Linked DNA regions of Macaca mulatta: region 1 is linked to region 2. The links are chromatin contacts, called in public Hi-C maps. All regions are on one chromosome and are shown on one strand. Each heading gives the region's core, a stretch centred on a gene start, on an enhancer-like site or on the middle of the called end of the contact. The rest is flanking DNA. Distances are from core to core; before and after follow the strand shown. Region 1 holds the start of PLAGL2 (PLAG1 like zinc finger 2). Region 2 holds the start of TM9SF4 (transmembrane 9 superfamily member 4).

Region 1 (6,889 bases), core at 3,841-6,340, 92 kb before region 2:
CATCTGTAATCCTAGCACTTTGGAAGGCTGAGGCAGGAGGACTGCTTAGACGCAGGAGTTTGAGACCAGCCTGGGAAACATAGCGAGACCTTGTCCCTACTAAAAATCACAGATTTAGTCTGGTGTGGTGGTGGGTGCCTGTAATCCCAGCTACTTGGAGGCTGAGGTAGGAGGATTGCTTGAGGAGAAGGAGGCTGCAGTGAGCGATGATCATGCCACTGCACTTCAGCCTGGGCAACAGTAAGACCTTGTCTCAAAAAACATAAAAAGAAAAAAGAAACACAGGCCTGTAATCGGGGGAGATTCTGAGTCTGGGCCAGAGATAAAGTTGGGAGGCACATGGAGAAGAGTAAAAGCCACAGGAGTCAACAGACATTTATAGCAAAGCAAGTAATGGTAATAATAGCAACTAATATTTACTGCATGCTGACACAGTGCCAGGTACTGCACTCATCACTTTACATAGATTTGCACATTTAATCCTAAGAGGCAGGAATATAACCATCTCCAGTTTACTTATGAAGAAACCCAAGCATACAGAATCTTGATAACATCTGAGGTCACATAGCTGATAAGCAAACAGAAAGAGGAGAAACACTAACATCTAAACAGTGGGTGGAGAAAAAGGAGCCCCTGATACAGCGTAAAGAGGAAAATGCTGAGAGGTTAGATTGTAGCAGGGACAGGTGGTGTCTTGGAACAGGGAAGTTCAGGAAGGAGAGGCTCACAGGGTCAGGTGCCACTGGGAGGTCAGGTGACAGAAAGACTGGAAAATAACCCCTGCCAATTTGGAGGTCACTGGTGACCTCAGTGAGAATGCTAACAGTGGCAAAGAAGAGCCTTGTTGAGGCAGGTAAGTAAGCCACAGAAAGCAAGGAAGTGGGGATTCAGAAAGACAACTGGCTGAGAAGGCAAAGAGACAGAGGCAAGCAAGCCAGAGGGAGATGGATTGGCAATGTCTACACTCTAATAGTACGAGGCCAGGCGCAGTGGCTCACGCCTATAATCCCAGCACTTTGGGAGGCCAAGGCAGGCAGATCATGCGGTCAAGAGATTGAGACCATCCTGGCCAACATGGTGAAACTCTGTCTCTATTAAAAATACAAAAATTAGCTGGGCGTGGTGGTGCACCTGTAGTCCCAGCTACTCGGGAGGCTGAGGCAGGAGAATCGCTTGAACCCGGTAGGCGGAGGTTGAAGTGAGCCGAGATCGCGCCACTGCACTCCAGCCTGGCAACAGAGCGAGACTCCATCTAAAAAAATAAAATAAAAAAAGTGAGTGTGAAACTATCAGAACATCAATGGTTTCTATTAACTAAGGACTCTAGGATCTGTACGTTGATGAGCTCAGTTGCTTCTAAGAGGGAGGTGGCATATGACAACACTGAAGGCGTGTTACTGTCACTGACTCATTCAGTCCTTACCACAAGACGGTAACAAGAATCATTACCAGCTTATTTTTAAAATGAGGAAACTGAGGCACAAAGAGGTAAAGTACCCTGTCCAGGCCATGTAACTAGTAAGAACCCAAGTCAGACTACGATCTCAGGTACTCAGGCTTTTGACTGCTGTTCAAAACCTCCATAAAGGCTAGGTGCGGTGGCTCACGCCTGTAATCCCAGTACTTTGGGAAGCTGAAGCGGGTGGAATACCTGAGGTCAGGAGTTTGAGACCAGCCTGACCAACACAGTGAAACCCCGTCTCTACAAAAAACACAAAATTAGCCGGGCACTGTGGCACATGCCTGTAATCCCAGCTACTCAGGAGGCTGAGGCTGGAGAATTGCTTGAACCTGGGAGGTGGAGGCTGCAGTGAGCCGAGATCGCGCCACTGCACTCCATGCTGGGCAACAAGAGCAACACTCCATCCCAAAAAAAAAGAAAAAAAAAAAGACTCCATCTCACAACCTCTGTAAATACTGGCATGCAAAGGAAAAAGTAAAATCTATGCAGAGAAAAAGTTGTAAGAATGAAATTAAGTGTTTTGTTCACACTAAGTATTATTTCTGATGTCTACTGAAAAATTATTAAGTCAATTCATCAAATATTAATTAAGTTCCTACTGTCAGGCTCCGGGAGATACAATATGAACAAAGACACAGGGTCACTGGAAGACACAAAGAATAAGCAAGGAACTGGGGGCCGGTGAGCATCGCATGACAAGGGAGCCCCTTGATGGGGTGAGAGGCACTGAAGCCAGACTGCCTGGGTTGTGGCCTTGGACATATTATTAAATAACCTGTTCCTGCATGTCTCCTTTAAAATTGATAAGAGCATCTACCACCCTTGGCCAATGGAATGCACAGAGGGTAGGACCAATCAGGGAAGGAAATGGAGGCTTTAGGTTCAAGTCACAGGCTCTGGAGTCAGACAAAGAAGGCTTTGAATTCCAGCTCTCCTACTCACAGGCTGTGTGATCTTGGGCAAGTTACCTAACCTCTGTAAACCCCGGTTTCCTCACAGGCAAGTGATGAGGGTGAAATGAGCTAATTCTCATGCAGCCACACACAACAGGTGCTGGATAAATGTTAGGCATTGTTATTGCAGTGAAGACAGTTCTGGCTGGAGGTAGGGCAATCTCAGAGGAGTGGGAGGTAAAGCCCAGAGGACTTGAGGGTTAAGTGTAAGTAAGCAAGACTGAGGAAGGGCAGAGAAGGGTCAAGGTCAGGGGGAAGTACTCACGTTGGTGAAGGGAGGCTTGTGATGCTGGTACTCAATCCAAGGAGGGACAGCCAAGGTGCGGTTTAGCAGCTTTGCAAATGCCAGAGAGCCCAAGAAGTGATCGGCCTGGTTCCCAAAGCGCCCTGGAAATGGTACATTGTGGGTGAGGTGAGGCCTGGGGCATGGAAGGCATAGAGCATGCAGGGCTCAGAAAGGTTGTGGAGCCAGGGGTAGAAAGTCAGGGATACCAAGGAGAACTAGGGGACCTGGCAGCATAAGAACAAGTCTGGACTCTTGGGTCTGATATCCAAGGCTCTTCAGGTCCTGCAACAACTGCTTCTGCCACTCCAGGCTTCTTGCTGTTTTCCCAACATGCTCTACAATTCCCGTCCCCACCCAATGCCTCTGATCTTGCTGTCCCTCAGCCAGAAGAGCCCTTCTACCTTTATCTCCATTCACCTGCACATGGAAGGGCAACTCGAATGCCTCATTCACTGGGCTCCTTTCACCAATCCCCTGCCATACTCACTCTCCTCCTTTACCTCCCACTTTGGCTCTGAGTTACTTCAGTTCTTCAATTTTCCTCAAATATCTTTATCCACTTCCTGGCCTTTGTACTGGCTGATTCCTCAGCCTGTGAATGCCTCAGAAGCAAGGACCCTGTGTACTTCCTTTTGTTAATCCCAGCGTGCCATCTGTTCGTTCATTTCACAGATATGACTGAGAGGCCACAATGTGCCAGACTCTGTGCTAGGTGCTGGGATACAGGAATGAACAAGAAGGACAAGGCTTCTGCCCCCAAGGCACTCACAGTTCACTGGGGAGACACTAAACATATAACAAATACATGAAAAATGTTGATAATCGCCAGAAAGAGATGGAAAAAGTTTGGTGATAGGGTAATGAGACTACTTGGGTAGAGGTCAGTGAAATCCTTTCTGGTGACATTTAGGTTGAGATCTAAAGGATGGGAAACAGTGGTCAGGCAGAAATGGAGGAGAGGGTTCCAGGCATAGGGACTGCCACCTGCAGCAGTGCAGACTGGAAGACCTGAGCATGTGTGAGGAACGCAAAGGAGATAAGTGTGGCTGCAGCTGGAGGATCAGCAGAGAAGGGAGTTGTGGAGATGGCCAGTGGAGGCTACCTCATGCAGGGCCCTGAAAGCCATGGTCAGGAGTCTGGAAGCCATTGGGGGCCTTAAGATCATCCACTTCCACAATGATGATCCACCACACCCATTTCAACTGTGCACCTGGCATGGCCTTTAGATTCTCCCTACCCTGCTCTCTTTATTTCCCCTTAGTATTCATCACCCTCTATGAAACTATGTACTTATTGTTTTATGTTTATCCCTTACTGGGTTTGTTTGCTTGTTTCGAGACAGGGTCTCACTCTGTCACCCACGCTGGCAGTGTAGTGGCAAGATCAGAGCTCACTGCAGCCTCAAATTCCTCAGTTCAAGAGATCCTCCCACCTCAGCTTCCCAAGTAGCTGGGACTACAGGCACATGATACCATGCTCTTTTTTTGAGATTGGATTTTCACTATGTTGCCTAGGCTGATCTCGAGCTCCTGGCTTCAAGTGATCCTGCCTCGGTCTCTCAAAGTACTGGGATTACAGAAGTGAGCCACCGCGGCTGGCCTACTTATTCTCTATTGGTTGTCTTCCCCAACTAAAATGAAGGCTCTACAAGGACGCGGAGTTTATCTTATTCACTGCGGTATTCCCAGCACAGAGAACAGGGCCTGGCACAGAATAGGTGCCCCATAAATATTTGCTGAATGAATGAAAAATCACCAGGAGCCAGCGTGGGTCAGTGACATCAAGTCCTGCCCCAGTAACTCCATTTACTGGACCCTGGGCTAGCTTAGACCTCTAGCAAGTCACATAACCTCTCCCAGCCTCAGTTTTCTCATCTGTCAAATGGAAGGCTGGACACGTTGGCCCCCCTGTGCCCTTGCAACTAGGGCAGAGAGAAGAGCATGCCCTGTCCCGCTCTGAGGTTCCCTCCTGGACCTGTGAAGGTGTCTCTGGGCGCATCAGAGGAGTTGCTTCTCCTCTCCCGGCCTCGATTTCTCCATTTGAGCAGAGGGCTCGGGAGGCCTTACCCATGCAGGGGCAGTAGAGCAGGTAACCGGCCGGGTCCCAGGAGCCCGCGGGCATCCCCGGGAGCGGCAGAAGCAGCAGCAGGAAAGGCACGCGCAGTGGCGGTGCCCACGCGGCGGCGCCCATGTCGGCCCGGGAACCCGAGACAGCCGCGGCGAACAGTCGGGGACAGAAGGAGGAACGCAAGCGCCCGCCCCGCTCCCGGCGGTCCCTGCGCGCCGCCCGCGCACCGCCCCGGCCGCTCTAGCCCGCGGGCGGGCGGGACCATAGAGATCCCGCGGCACCGCCCCCTCCACGACCCGAGCGCCCGCTCGCGCGGCTCCCACAATGCACCGCACAATGGCCCGACCGCCGCCACTACCGGGGCCTGAGCGGGCCTGGCGGAGCCCGAGCGCGGCCCGGCCCGCAGCGCGGGGCCCCGAGCGCGGTGAGTGCCGGCGAGGGCCCCAGGGGACGGCGGGGAGCGGGGCGGGAGGCCGTCTCGCTGGGTCCGCGCGCCCTGTACCCGGAGCGGCGGCGCTCCTCATCTCGGGCCCCTCAGCGCGGTCGCCCACACCCCCGATCCGGGGCCCGGTCTGCGCCAACCCGGCCTCAGATAGGCCCTGGGGTGACGAAAACTCTCCCTGGACCCCATACCTGTGTCTGGGGGACCCGAGGAGGCCACTGGTCCCCTCCCTTCCGAGACCTGGAGACGCAGTCCTGAGGGACCCCCACTCCCGACCCCCAGGCTCCCTGGAGACCCAGATAACGCGCTGCTGACCTTACCAGGGACCCGGGTCTGGGGGACGCAGATAAGCTGCACCTGCTCCTTCCCTCCGACACGCCTACCCAGACCCACATAACCCCCTTTGCTGCTCCAGATAGCCCGCTCTGTACCCTGTTTCATTTTTCAGACTTATGTAACCCCCTTTGAGGCTTCCCTCAAATATCTGGGTCTGGAGAAGTCGGATAAGCCCCACCTGTAGTTCCCTCCTCAGTGGCCATACTCCCAAGCTTTCGACATCTTCCATCCTGTTACCCATTTTGAGACCCTCTTGAAATTCGGAGGATTCACTTCTGACTATCCCCAACCCCCCAGCCCTCAAACCCTTAGAATCCCCCATCTCATTCTTGTGGGGATCCCTTAGAGACCCAGGAAACTTGCTCACGATTCCTTCCCATCCTGGCTCTTCCTTCCCATCCCGGCTCTTCCTTCCCATCCCGGAGACTCCCTCCAGACTTCTCCCTGAATTTCCCTTGCTTCTCCAGCCCTCATCTACTCCCATCTCTCCCAGGCTCGGGGAAATTGAACCTTTCCCACACCACAGTGGGGTGGTCTAAAAGCTGGCCTGGGACCAGGCTGTGGCCCACCTTGGTGGGGAGAAAGGGCCCTGTTAGGAGGAGGATATGGGGACAGGTGTGTGGGGGAATCGGTGCTTTCACCTGCAAGCATAGCCTGTCTCCTGGCTTGTGTGTTTTTCCACCTGTCAGCCATGGGACTGTGAGTCTGGCCTTGGGTTTCTAACCCTTCTCTCCTAAAGTGAGGCCACCAGATTGGGGGCGGGGGTGTCGAATCAGGTTTTCTCCCCATGAAAATGGGGTTGTGATGAGTTGCAGCCATTTGTTCAAGGCCTCCCCAGGAGTGGGAGGCAGCAGGAATCTGAGGAAATAGTGAATCAAAGGGACTCTAAAGAGGGCCCATCTACACTGACAGAAGAATTAGCAGCCTGCGAGTAAATCCAACCCCTGTTAATCCTGTTTGATGTTTCTTGGAATGATGCAAGTCATTGAGACTCTCCAGCCTCCCTGTAATTTAATTCTCCCACCACTCTGGAGTGGGCGGGGGGAAGGGGGCGACAGCATTCCCATTTCCCCTCTTCTCACTGTTTTCCAGCCAACCAGTGTGTCTTTAGGATTTGTTTCTGGTTCCGAGATCAGGATCTGTTTTTTTTTTTTTTTTTTTTTTTCTTTCCTCTAAGTCTATTTATAATTTCCCAGTTGCTATTTTAGGTTCTGCTTTAGGGAAGATTCTACCCCAAGGAACGTTCCGGGTCTATTTCCTCCGGCAGGTGTTGAATTGAGTTCTTCAGATCCCCAAGTAACTCTTGGGCAGGAGGATAAAAGCTATTTTAGGGTAGTCACTGA
Region 2 (7,377 bases), core at 331-2,830:
TTACACCATCTTTGTTCTGAATGTGCACCAGAATATATATACATACATATATATATATACAAGTTTCAATATACTACTTTGAGGATTTGCTCCATTCATGGTTCAGCCTGAAGTCTGAAACCACAGAAACCAGGTAAGGTCATGAAATCTTTTTACGTGACCTCTGAAGTTCTAAATAAGGAATCCCTCATTAAACAAAAGATAAGTTCTCAGTCAGCTAAGAGAAGGAGGGAAAACTGCTACTAGTCAATAATATATACCTGTTTGGAGAAAACCAACACCAAATTATTTAAGCCAGAATCTTCCTTTGCTAAAATCAAATGTCATTTCCTTTTCTCTGAGCCTTCCTTGTCATTCACTCCCAGGATGAAATTATCTGCTGACGAAGCAGTAAGCAGGAAGATCCAGCAAATCATTCTGAACTAAGTGACTTCAATTTTAGTTTTGGTCTCTTGACGATCAGAATTTGAACTAAACTTTTGGAAGAAGGGCCAGTCCTTCAAAGATTTACTTCCAGGGTTCTGCATCAGGAGCCCGCAAGCTCTGACCCAACTTCCAAGCATGGCTCTTTTACCTCCACCCTCATCCACACAGACTTCATCCCAACATATAGCTTCATCATAATGAGCCTTCATCCCTAACGAGCTGTGTGGCCATGTTAGGGAAGGGGAAGGACAGCAGTGAGGTGGTGCTATTAGTGTTTTTCAAAACGTAGTTCGCAGACCACCTCCACCATAATCACTGGAGTGCTTATAAAAGGGCAGATTTCTGGGCATCACCTGGCCCTATGGAATTAGAATCTTTGGGAGTGGGGCTGCTCAGGAAACTGCATTTTTAGCACGCCTCCTCCTGCACAGCCCGAGATTCTTTCGCACAGTAAAGTTTGAGAACCAACAGGGTAAAAGGCCCCTAGAAGAGGGGCAGGGAGTTGACTGAGAGAAGACAGGAGGCGCAGGGAAGCGTCTAGGGATGAAAGATGGGGGTGGGGTAAGTGAGGGCAAGCTCTGGGGTAGCGGCAGTCAAGAGGAGTGCGGGATGGGGACAGCTATGAGTGTAAGTGAGGACAGGGCTCTGCAAAGGATCTGAGGCAGCGCTTGGGCTGGGAGGGTGGTCAGAGGGGAGGTCACATCCGCGGACTGGTTAGGATGGTGGGGAGGCGGGGAGAGCAGGGTCTGGACGTGACGGGGAGGAGCAAGGATGAGAATAACGGGGGCGAGGGTCTTCAGAGGGGTCAGGACTGGGAGGTGAAAACTGGAAAATGGGGCTCACAGTGGGCGGAGACCAAAAGGAGAATGGGAACCGGCGAAGGTAGGAGCCAAGGTCTCTCTCCAAAACGGCGCCTCCCCCAAAACTTGAGGCCTTGACAAGCCTGAGTGCAGGGGCAGGACCGGGGAGGTGGATCTCGGGGGAGACCAGCCCAGTCAGAGGCAGCCCTCAGGCCTGAGTCAGGGGTCCCGGAGGTGGCTCAGGGTCAGGCATGGGGTGCTGGAAGATCCTGGGATACCCCGGAGGGCCCCGCTCCAGCTCCCGCTCCCGGAGTCTCCTTCACTCACCATCGCCGTCGCCATCTTGGATCCACGTGTCGCCGTAATGACGTCAGCGGAAGTGGTGCTCCCAGGTTACGGAGTTTAACTCCGCAAGGTGGTCGCCTAGCTTCAACCGCTCCTGTAGCAGCGGTCAGCAGAGGGTAAAAGGAGTCTTAGCTCCTGCTCCACAGTCTGGTCTGGGAAAGTAAGGTCACTGATTAGTTGAAGAGAGAGAACGGTGTAACTATGGAAGCCATATTAGCTCCTGGCAGAAACTGAGCCTCCCCTATCCCCGCTGCATTGTGGGTAATGGGGGTGTGTGAAAATGCGCTCGTGGTCTCAGCGCCATCTTTACTACTGGCAGGAAGACCCATTGCCAGGGCTACCTGAGACCTTGATTTGAGGGAGAGGGTGGGCACTCGGGCTCCAAGGGCAGTCCGACTCCAAGAACAATTTGTAATTATATATTTAATTATTTGTTTGACTGTCCTATATCCTCTTTAGTAGACTGTAATCCCTATGAGGACAGACCCTGTTTTTTGTTTGTTTTTTATTTTAACCTTGCTCTGCCTCATTCCCATCTGTAAAATGGGAAGGGGGTTCATCATAGGCTTGTGATGAGGATTCAGTGACACAATATTAAATAGGATGTATTCAATAAATAATTGTCAGTATATGTTTATTATACTCCTTTGGGCTTGTGGTAGGTGCCCAATACATTATTTTTTAAGTGAAGGAGTGAAAACCAGCATATTCAGTGGAGGGAGATATCTCTGAACGTGGACGTCATGCACCAGCTTAGTATGTAACTCCAGATAAGTCACGCAATCTTCCTAAGACTCAGTTTCCAAATCTGTAAAAAAGAGACTCAAAGAATCATGGTATTAAGGTTAGGAAAGAACTCAAAGTTCATTTGGCCCATGGATATCACTTTAAACTGAATACAGTGCCATCTTAGACTATTTTAAAAAGCTATTAAAAGAATAGTAATGTTAATAATAATCATCAGCACTTGCTGAGCATTTGGTGTGTGCTGCAGCACTTGGCATTGTGCTAAAACAGTTCATAAGACCCTTTTTATCTAATTCTAGGGGGCAAGGGACAGTTGAACTCTGATCCCCACCTATGGGCACCACTGTGGTGGATTCTCTGCAGATAGCTGCCATCTGGTTCTGTCCATCCTTGCATGATGAGCATACGGTTTCCCTCCTCAAGAGATAGACTCTGTTTTACATGATGTTGAATCTGGCTGGTCATGTTGGTTGCTTTGACTAATAGGATGTGCTACAAGTGATTCTGCCAGTACTGAGCCTAGGCCTTAAGAGGATTGAAAACGCCTGATTCTACCATCTTAGTTATAAAGAAGTGTAGCTACTCTGCTGAAAAGGCACCTGGAGAGAGGGAGGCCCAGCCAACTCCTCAAGACATCCCAGAAACTCCAGCTGAGCACTGTAATAAGTAGTTGAAGTCATCTTGGACATTCCAGCCTCCACTGAGCTGCTAGCTGAATGCAGCTACATGAATAACCTCATGAACCCCATGTGGACCAAAAGAACTGCCCAGCTGAGCCCAGCTGTTTTAGAATGGGGTGGTTTATTATAGATCATTTCAGGAATAGATCATTGAAACACACACCCATTAACTCTTGTGACCGGCACAACCATTCCAAAGATTGGAAGATTGGCTATTAACCCCAAGGAGGAGGAAGCTTGAGAGACTAGGAGGAATTTGCTGCAGTCTCATATGTTCCAAACTTGGAACCAGTTTTTCTAGAGCTTCGATCCTGAGTGTTTCCCACCATTTCTAGCTGCCTGAAGAAGGATAACTGATAAGGAGCAAAGCTCCATAAATGGCTTATTATTTTTTAGTATTTCCGTTTTTTTCTTCTCATGCTTTGTATTTTCCCCTAAAGGGCTTTCACATCCCAATCTCTTTTAGTGACATAAGCCAGAATCCTAGAACTAGACTGCCTGGGTTCAGAGCCCATCTCTACCACTCATTAGCTCCATAACATGGGCAAGTTTCTCTTTTTCTTTCCAAAAAAATATTTTTTTTGAGATGGAGTCTCACTCTGTTGCCCAGGCTGGAGTGCAGTGGCATGATCTCAGCTCACTACAACCTCTGACTCCCGGATTCAAACAATTATCTTGCTTCAGCCTCCTGAGTAGCTGGGATTACAGGTGCATGCCACCAAGCCCAGCTGAGTTTTTGTATTTTCAGTAGAGATGGGGTTTCGCTGTGTTGGCCAGGTTGGTCTAGAACTCCTGACCTCAAGTGATCTGCCTGCCTTGGCCTCCCAAAGGGCTGGGATTACAGGTGTGAGCCACTGAACCTGGCCTAAGTTTTTTTCATTGTTGTAAAATATACGTAACAAAATATTGACTATTTTAATCATTTTTAAGTGCACAATTCAGTGACATCAACTACATTCACAATGTTGCCAGTCATTACCATCCTCCATCTCCAGAACATTTTCATCATCCCTGAAAATGAATATCCATATGGAAAAGAATGAAATTGGACCTTTATCTCATACTATATACAAAAATCAATTCAAAATGGATTACAGACTTATAGGGCCAGAAACTGTAAAGCTACTAGAAGAAGACATGGGGAAACTTGACATTGGCTTGGGCAATGATTTTTTGGATATGTCACTAAAAGCACAGGAAACAAAAGGAAAAATAGACAGGTGAGATTGCATCAACCTTAAAAGCTCTGCACAGCAAAAGAAACAAGAGAGTAAAAAGGTGACCGCCAGAGCTAAAGAAAATATTTACCAATCAAAAACGATCTGATAAGGGGTTAATATCCAAAATATATAAGGAGCTTAAACAACTCAATAGCAAAAACTCCCAAATAACCTGGTTTAAAAATGGGCAAGAGATCTAAGCAGACATTTCTCAGGAGACAGACAAATGGCCAGCAGGTAAATGGAAAGGTGCTCAACATCCTTAATCATCAGGGAAATGTCAATTGAAACCGCAATAAGCAGTCATTTCACACCTCTTAGAACTGTTATTATCAAAATGACACACAATAAGTATTGGCAAGGATGTGGAGAAAAGGGAACTCTTGTGCACTGTTGGTAGGGGTGTAAATTGGTACGGTCACTATGGAAAACAGTATGAATGTTCATCAAAATTGAAATTAACAATAGAACTACCATATGTTGCAGCAATCCCACTTCTGAATATATATCCAAAAGGGAATGAAATCAATGTCTGCACCCCCATATTTATTGCAGCATTATTCATAATAGCCAAGATATGGAAACACTGCAGCTGTAAACTATTATCTATATTTAATATAAGTACATAACTATATATTATTTCTATTTATAAATATAAAATATATATAATTTTTATATATATGTAACATATATATGTAACATATATATATATGTTATGGAGGAAATGTTCCACAAAGGCAAAAGTGCCCATGAAAATCATCATGCAGCTCTGGTTGGTAGCTTGAAATTCACCATGGTGGGAATGTTGACACCACAAAAATCAAGAAGTGCTACCAATCGGGGCTTGAATTTTTGTTTTGCTGGCAACATTTTTTTCTGTAAAGGGCCAGATTAGTAAATATTTTGGACTTTGCCAATCATACGGTTTTGTTACAACTACTCAACTCTGCCATCTTAGTACAAAAGCAGCCACAAACATTACATAAATAATAGACATGACTGTGTTCCAATAAAGCGTAGTTTGCCATAGTTTGCCAAACCCTGGTCTAGACTTAAAGTGATGGAGAAAAAATGTTAATATTGCAGATTAAATTTAATGGTGGGCAGTGTCTATAGCTGTTACCTTGTAACTAGCACAAAAATATGACTTTATTTGAAAGTCTTTCCCTGATCAGCAAAGAATTTGCTCATATCATTGACTAAGTCAAGTTCTGATATATGTCTTCTTTATTTCACTTTCATCTTATTCCTGAATATAACCAAAACTATCAACCCACATTCATGTTGGTACTATACTGGGAAAGCCTATTTGTCAAGCAAGTTACCATTGTGGGCAACTGAAGCTTAATCCTATGGAGCAGCTCTGGGAAATGATGCAAACCACACACCTTGGAGTTACCCCACTGAGGGGCAAGGGAGCAAGGCTGTTTATACACCAACTCCTGGAAGTCATTAGCTGAGTACTGTTCCCAGAGGGTGTTAATTCCTTGGCACTTTCAGCCTTCTGGGAACACTGGCAGCTGAAGCTTTTTGCAGTTTTAGGGAAAACGTCCTCAGAAACAGTGACGCGGGATAATGACCCCTGAAAAGTCCACCCTACTCTAAGAGATACGAGTGGGGCACTGGCAGTGCATGCTGCACCCTTGGAGGTAAGAGTCTAGAGGAAGATTGTCCAGGCTGATATGGTGGTTGTGCCCTAAAAATCCTGTGTTCCACCTATTCATCTCTCTCTCTCTCCCACTGCCAGACCCCTGGCAACAACTGACTTTATTACTGCCTCCATAGTTTTGCTTTTCCAGAATGTCATATAGTTGGAATCATATAGTATGAAATCTTTTCAGATTGGATTCTTTCTTAGCAATATATATTTAAGCTTCCTGAATGTCTTTTCATGGCTGGATAGCACTTTTTTAAAAATTTCTTTTCCTTCTCTCTCTCACACTCTCTTTCCTTCCTCCCTCCCTCCTTTCCTTCCTTTTTTCTCTCTTTCTTTCTTGCTTTCTTGCTTTCTTTCTTTCTAGTTTTGCTCTTTGTTGCCCAGGCTGGAGTGCTGTGGCACGATCTCGGCTCACTGCAACCTCCACTTCTCAGGTTCAAGTGATTCTCCTGTCTCAGTCTCCTGAGTAGCTGGGGTTACAGGCACCTGCCACCACGCCAGGCTAATTTTGGTGTTTTTAGCAGAGACAGAGTTTCACCATGTTGGCCAGGCTAGTCTCTAATTGTTGACCTCAAGTGATCCACCTGCCTCGGCCTCCCAAAGTGCTGGGATTACAGGTGTGAGCCACCACTCCCAGCCTATTTATTTATTTTTAAATTTTCTTTTTGAGACAGAGTTTCACTCTGTCACCCAGGCTGGAGTGCAGTGGCGCAATCTCGGCTCACTGCAACTTCTGCCTCCCAGGTTCAAGTGATTCTTTTGCCTCAGCCTCCCCAGTAGCTGGGACTACAGGTGTTTGCCACCAAGTCTGGCTGATTTTTTTGTATTTTTAGTAGAGATAGGGTTTCGCCATGATGGCCAGGCTGGTATCAAATTCCTGGCCTCAAGTGATCCACCCATCTCAGCCTCCCAAAGTGCGGGGATTATAAGTGTGAGCCACTGTGCCTGGCTATGTTTTTTTTTTTTTTTTTTTTTTTTTGAGACAGAGTCTCACTCTGTCTCCCAGGCTGGAGTGCAGTGGCCGGATCTCAGCTCACTGCACGCTCCGCCTCCCGGGTTTAGGCCATTCTCCTGCCTCAGCCTCCCAAGTAGCTGGGACTACAGGCGCCCGCCACCTCGCCCGGCTAGTTTTGTGTATTTTTTAGTAGAGACGGGGTTTCACCGTGTTAGCCAAGATGGTCTCGATCTCCTAACCTCGCGATCCGCCTGTCTCGGCCTCCCAAAGTGCTGGGATTACAGGCTTGAGCCACCGCGCCCGGCCGTGCCTGGCTATTTATTTATTTTGAGACAGGGTCTCATTCTATCACCCAGGCTGGAGTGCAGTGGTACAATCACGGCTCACTGCAGCCTAGACCTCCTGGGTAGTTCTCCTACCTCAGCCTCCTGAGTAGCTAGGACTACAGGCACCCGCCACCATGCCTGGCCAATTTTTGTATTTTTTGTAGATACAGGGTTTCACCATCTTACCAAGGCTGGTCTCAAACTCCTGGGTTCAAGTGATC

What was found. A called contact is a pair of places that touch in the nucleus more often than the background predicts.
Region 1: a Hi-C map of liver shows a contact between it and region 2, with 2.1 times the contacts expected there. The contact joins the promoter of PLAGL2 here to the promoter of TM9SF4 in region 2. A contact is called at or near these places in 2 of 14 Hi-C or Micro-C datasets (cortical neurons and liver).

The regions. Positions count from the first base shown.
Region 1 is chr10:85,026,380-85,033,268 of T2T-MMU8v2.0, reverse strand. PLAGL2 (PLAG1 like zinc finger 2) reads left to right here and starts at 5,090. Exons shown (of 3, transcript XM_015149266.3): 1 at 5,090-5,192. POFUT1 (protein O-fucosyltransferase 1) reads right to left here and starts at 4,953. Exons shown (of 8, transcript XR_013399774.1): 1 at 4,768-4,953; 2 at 2,681-2,802.
Region 2 is chr10:84,930,148-84,937,524 of T2T-MMU8v2.0, reverse strand. It overlaps TM9SF4 (transmembrane 9 superfamily member 4), which reads right to left and starts at 1,580. Exons shown (of 18, transcript NM_001260631.1): 1 at 1,554-1,580. The coding sequence starts at 1,568.